2 separate regions of the Ovis aries genome follow, and region 1 is linked to region 2. The links are chromatin contacts, called in public Hi-C maps. All regions are on one chromosome and are shown on one strand. Each heading gives the region's core, a stretch centred on a gene start, on an enhancer-like site or on the middle of the called end of the contact. The rest is flanking DNA. Distances are from core to core; before and after follow the strand shown.

Region 1 (2,700 bases), core at 38-2,537, 60 kb after region 2:
ACCTGTGTTTTCTAGACCTGAACTGTTTCTTGTAGGCCCCGTGGATGTGGTTTATAAGACTTTCCTAAACCGTGAGGGATTTGAGTCCCATGGAGTAGTAAGATGTGGGGCAGGCCTGAGAGGTTTCTGAGTGATTTCCTCTGTGAACCAGGCATGAAGGGCCTGAGGTAGTGGGGAGAAGCGGGCATTATCCCTTTCTACCCCTGAGGAAACAAAGGAATTGCCCAGCAATGGAGAACTAAGCCTCTTTCTTCCTGGTCCCTCCTTGGGTGTGCTTTGCAGCTGCCCACACCATTTCTTTCGCTGGCCCTTTAAATGGGCCCCTCTTGATCGCAGCCTGGCTGAGAAGGGCTCTCCTGGATGTGGCCCTTAGCGTCGGAGTCAAGGGGAAGGCTGGCCACCCTTTGTGGCCACTGGGGACTTTTCTTTCACCTTGGAGGACATGCACCCTACAGAGTCTCCTAAGGAAGAATCTGATTATTGGAGGAGCCAGACATAGCTTTCCTGATCACCTTATTTCTCAGAAAAAAAGACAGAGGAACCAAATTTGTATTAAATTCCTTGCTGGGGTCTATTAATTGTGTCTCATTTACTTTTCATAGCAGCTTTAAACAAGCACAGTATGTTTATGTTCATTTTACAGCTGAGAAAATCGAGGCTCAGAGAGGTTCAGTAGAAACCTTTACACGTTAAAAATGCATCTTCTTTGCAAACCAGGCTTTTGTGTAGCATATTAAAGAGGGCTGGGGGGAGCTGAGTCAGGTGGCATCGGGGCCATCGACACATAATTATGGAGCAGGCCCAGTGCTGGGTGATGGAGGAACTGCTGGTCTCTCTAAGAGGCCTTGAGAAATTGGATTCGTATCCCCCAGTTCATCTCCCATCACTGCCGAGGAAACAGGTACATTTCCATCATGATGGTGAAGATTCCATGACCTATGGCAAGCGCTTGACCGGTGTCTGGCATGTGGCAGGCGCTCAATAAAGATTAGCCTCTGAAGATGTGGGAGGAGATTAAATTCCCTCTCTGGGTATGTGGCTCTGCTGTTCTCTCCTGCATTCTCTCTGTGCTTTAGGCGTTGAAAATGTCCTTTAGACTGGGATGAGGTCCTCAATGAGTCGGCATTGAGAATGGGTGCAAGGCACTCAGCCAGCCCTGCAGGCTTTACCCTGAGTCCTTTGTGAGAGCCTTGCTGGGTGGGACAGCCAAGTGTCTTGTTTCTTTCACTTGCTGAGTGCCTCACACTCGCCAGCTGCAGTGCTGGGAGCTGGAGAGAGGTGAGCAGGAGATGACCTTGGGAGGCAGCCATGAGAACCAGGAAGCAGAGTACAGTTATTGTGGGTGTGCTGGTGGCAATCGGAGCCGCTTCCAGACGTGACACGGGAGTGAGGGTGGGTTTCTGGGGCCACTGGGACACAGCACGTGAGACCCAAAATGGGGTTCTCCCTGTGACTGAGGCACCTTTGAAGAAGTCCTCAAGAGGCTCCAGGGGAAGCTATACCAGACTGTGTCCCTGGTTTATCGGACGGGCCCCCTGGTGGTTTTAGGGGCCCGTTTTATCGCTTCCTTATGGGGAAGCGATACAGTGACTTGACCCCAGCGAACATAACCAGTTCGAATGTCACCAGACATGGTGGCCCCTTTGACCTTTTATGTCCTGCGTAAGTTGCAGCTATCTGCTAGTTTACTGGAAAATAGGTTTTTTTTTTTTAAACATTTTTCTTTAGGAGTAAAATGGTGTGTTAGAAAATATAAAGAAACCAGAAAGAATGGTCCATGATCCCACTACTTAGAGAAAAAGCATTACTAAGGGTGGTTGCTTTTTCTTTTTCAAAGTGGTGAGTAGACGAGTGTTTTGGCTATATTGATTTTTCAGGGATGCACGTGATCACATGGACAGCCAACTTTTTTTTTTTTTTTTTTTTTTGTAAATGTGGATTTCAGCCGGGCTTGACACCTGCCCCTTAACGAAAAGTAAACCACTGCTGTATTTGTTGGTTTCGCTGTGGCTGGCATCGGGGGAGGCAGGTTGACGTTATGTTAAAGACTTGACAACCCAGAAGCACTCTGTTGGCGTCTTTGTTGTGACCTTTGAGCCAGCGACAGGCGGAGATGTCACCTTTGCCCTTCTTTAAAAGCAGCAGTAATAGGTGGTGAGTGGATGGATGCCTCTTAAAATACTGGGAAGTGCTGTGGCCCTTGGGTTGAGCTTTTTAAAAGTTAGTATGTGTATTGTGTTCTTGTAACTAATGATTCTTTGGGGTCTGAAGATAATGAGTTTGGAGGGCAGCCATGCCACCATACCAAGTTATCTGAGGGTCCTGGTCACCCAGAATGTGCCTGGCCTACTGTAGGGGCCTGGAAGGCTCTTTTGATTGATACAGGGCTGGGGAGATAGGTGGAATGGCTGCCAGGCAGATGGCGAGCCAGCTGAAAAGAAGCATGCAGACACCCCCTACTTCTCCTCCCCTTCGCTGCGTGTGGATCCAGTTTGGTACTAGTGCTTTGTGCTTCTCTTTCCTGCCTGGAAATGCAAGCATCCTGTACAGCTCAGCTCCCATTTGCCCTCCCCTCATCCCTCTCCCTCCTCCCCCTTCCCTCCCTCCCTCCCTCCCTCCCCTCCAGGGGTGGAGGACTGGCTTGGCTTCACCTGATGGGAAGGTGCTTTGCTGCAACTCTGCGAATAGCAAGTTCCCAGT
Region 2 (2,770 bases), core at 211-2,710:
TGTTTTTAAGGGATGGGTGAAATGGTTTAGTACATCTCGGACTCTAGACCAACACTGTTCCTAAAAGAAAATTTGCTAATTCCCTATTGATTTCTTTTTTTTTTCCCTGGTTCTTTTTGTCCCCTTTCCTATTGCAGATTCCAGTTCACCTCTCACTGGGTATTTGCAAGAAAATGAGTGTTGTTGCTCCATTTTCTAGGAACACTGTGTTTTGGGACCCAGGCCTTTCCCCCTTTAACATAATTTTCTTCCCCATTTTGTAGCAAATCAATTTGCTCCCCAGGAGAGAGCCTAAAAATCAACAAATACCTGCCTCAACCCTCTGGTTTTCCATATCCTCCCTGAGGTCTTCCAGCATCAGCTGGGTTAGCAATTTCCTGCCAGAACCATCTACATCTTGATTATTTGGTCAGTCTTTGGGGGCTTTCATTTCAGATCTCCTTCCAGAAAGACTCCAGTACCACTGATCCCTGGGGTTGGTGAACTTTCAGTTTTATTTTCCCTGGCGGTGTTAACGCCCAAACTTTTCACTTCCAAAGTCAGACAGGACTTTGAATCCTAGCTGATTTCCTACCACCTCCAAGGTCAGTTAAAAAAAAAAAAAAAAGAACAACATTCTACATTGAAAAAAATCAAGAATCATGTATTTTTCCTTAAGGATATTTTTAATGCTCCTGACAAACACTACAGTATTTGATTGTTTTTTGGATAAAAAGTCATCTTGGCATATTTATTCTAGTAGAGACTTACGATTTAACGAAATGATTCACTATTAATCAACAAAAAAGGGGAGGGAAGACCTCGTGGGTTAATAGTTTCTTTCACTGCAGATGACCAGGAACTTTGCCCAGCCCTCCACTTCCCCAAGCTCTCTGAGAGTGGAGGGTTGATCTCTCTTTTTGACCACTTCTGTTACATCCCGCCCAAGGGTGGTTGATTTCATTGCTGGCTTAACCACTAAACCCCTACTTCCCACCCTTTCCCCAATACTCTCCTCCTTTTCTCCTTCCTTAAGACTTATTTCTAATATTTCTAAAGTGCACTTTTTCTGGGCCTCTCCCCATCCCCGCCCCCCAAGTGGGCTTTCCTTCCGCCTTCCTCGACTCGGATTCCTGACGCGATCGCCACCCACCCCCCCTTCCCCTCCTCTCCTACTCCGCATTGTCTTTTCTGAAGCCGCCCCCCACCCGGAGCGAGTCCCCGTTCCCTCGCCCAGACTCCCGGGCTCGCACACACTCGGCGCAGGCCTCTCCCCCCTGCACACTCCTCCCTCCGTCTCCCCCCCTCCTCCCCCGCCCCTCTCCTCCTCCTTCTTCCCTTCCTCCTCCCTCTCCCGGCGCCCGAAAGGATCATTGTTAGCCGCCCCCGCCCCGCCCACCCCGGCTGTTTATTTATGCATACGTCACCGGGCCGGGCCCGCCCCCCGGCATCTCATTAAGCGAGTGTGTTCCTCTCGCCCTGTCAATAATCTCCGCTCCCAGACTACTCCGTTCCTCCGGATTTCGATCCCCCTTTTTCTATCTGTCAATCAGCGCCGCCTTTGAACTGAAAAGCTCTCAGTCTAACTTCAACTCACTCAAATCCGAGCGGCACGAGCTCCTCCTGTATCTTCGGCTTCCCCCCCCTTTGCTCTTTATATCTGACTTCTTGTTGTTGTTGGTGTGTTTTTTTTTACCCCCCCTTTTTTTATTTATTATTTTTTTGCACATTGATCGGATCCTTGGGAACGAGAGAAAAAAGAAACCCAAACTCACGCGTGCAGAAGATCTCCCCCCCCTTCCCCTCCCCTCCTCCCTCTTTCCCCTCCCCAGGAGAAAAAGACCCCAAAGCAGAAAAAAAGTTCACCTTGGACTCGTCTTTTTCTTGCAATTTTTTTTTGGGGGGGCAAAACTTTTTTGGGTTTTTTTTTTTTTTTTGGCTTTTCTTCCTACTTCATTTTTCTTCCAAAATTGCTGCTGGTGGGTGAAAAAAAATGCCGCAGCTGAACGGCGGTGGAGGAGATGACCTAGGCGCCAACGACGAACTGATTTCCTTCAAAGACGAGGGCGAGCAGGAGGAGAAGAGCTCCGAAAACTCCTCGGCGGAGAGGGATTTAGCTGATGTCAAATCGTCTCTAGTCAATGAATCAGAAACGAATCAAAACAGCTCCTCCGATTCCGAGGTAGGAAAAGCCCCTCGGGCTGGTGGGGTTCTTAATCTATTTCCTGGGCTTGGCAAATGTTGCTGAGAGGGGAGAAATCGGGGCTGGGGGCGGCGGCGGGGCGCCGCAGGGCCAGGCGGGCGGCGTGTGCTTGTGGGGCCACCATTGCAAAAACTTGTAACCCTGTTTTTTTCTCTCTCCCCCTCACCCCAAACCCCCCACCTCGCTGATCCTTTTTCTCCCCCCCTTCTCTCCCCCACCTCTGCGTGGCGTTTGCCCCTCGCCCTCCCCACCTCCACCCCTCCGGGAAGGCGGAAAGACGGCCTCCGCCTCGCTCCGAAAGTTTCCGAGATAAATCCCGGGAAAGTTTGGAAGAAGGTGAGTACGCCCCGCGCGGCCCCGCAGCCGCCCGGAGCTGCCCCCCCACCCCCGGCCCCCAACTCCGGGGCCCGCCGCCCCGCGCGCCCGGGCCCCGCGCCCCGCTCGGCCCGGCCGTGCGCCGGTCCGGCCCCGGGCGCCCCCGGCCACCTGGGGCACTTTTCTAAAAAGTTTCTCCTCGCTCTCTCCCGCTCCGCGCGGCCGCCGCCGCCGTCCCCTCGCCGCCCCGCCATGTTAGCGGCCAAGAGGCAA

The links. Hi-C and Micro-C count contacts between places; a contact is called where the count stands out from the background.
Region 1: a contact with region 2 is called in a Hi-C map of liver, with 4 times the contacts expected there. The contact joins the enhancer-like site here to the promoter of TCF7L2 in region 2. A contact is called at or near these places in 4 of 16 Hi-C or Micro-C datasets (hypothalamus, liver, mixed tissues and 1 more).

The regions. Positions count from the first base shown.
Region 1 is chr22:33,060,909-33,063,608 of ARS-UI_Ramb_v3.0, forward strand. All of the region lies in intron 4 of TCF7L2 (transcription factor 7 like 2), which reads left to right. Among named protein-coding and RNA genes, the nearest start is that of TCF7L2, 60 kb to the left of the region's middle. Within about 2 kb of position 1,288, at least 5 of the 54 cell types and tissues checked have an H3K27ac peak or open chromatin away from gene starts, as enhancers often do. A contact at or near this core is called in liver, where this site is marked.
Region 2 is chr22:33,000,929-33,003,698 of ARS-UI_Ramb_v3.0, forward strand. It overlaps TCF7L2 (transcription factor 7 like 2), which reads left to right and starts at 1,461. Exons shown (of 14, transcript XM_060404496.1): 1 at 1,461-2,161; 2 at 2,452-2,518; 3 at 2,757-2,770. The coding sequence starts at 1,973.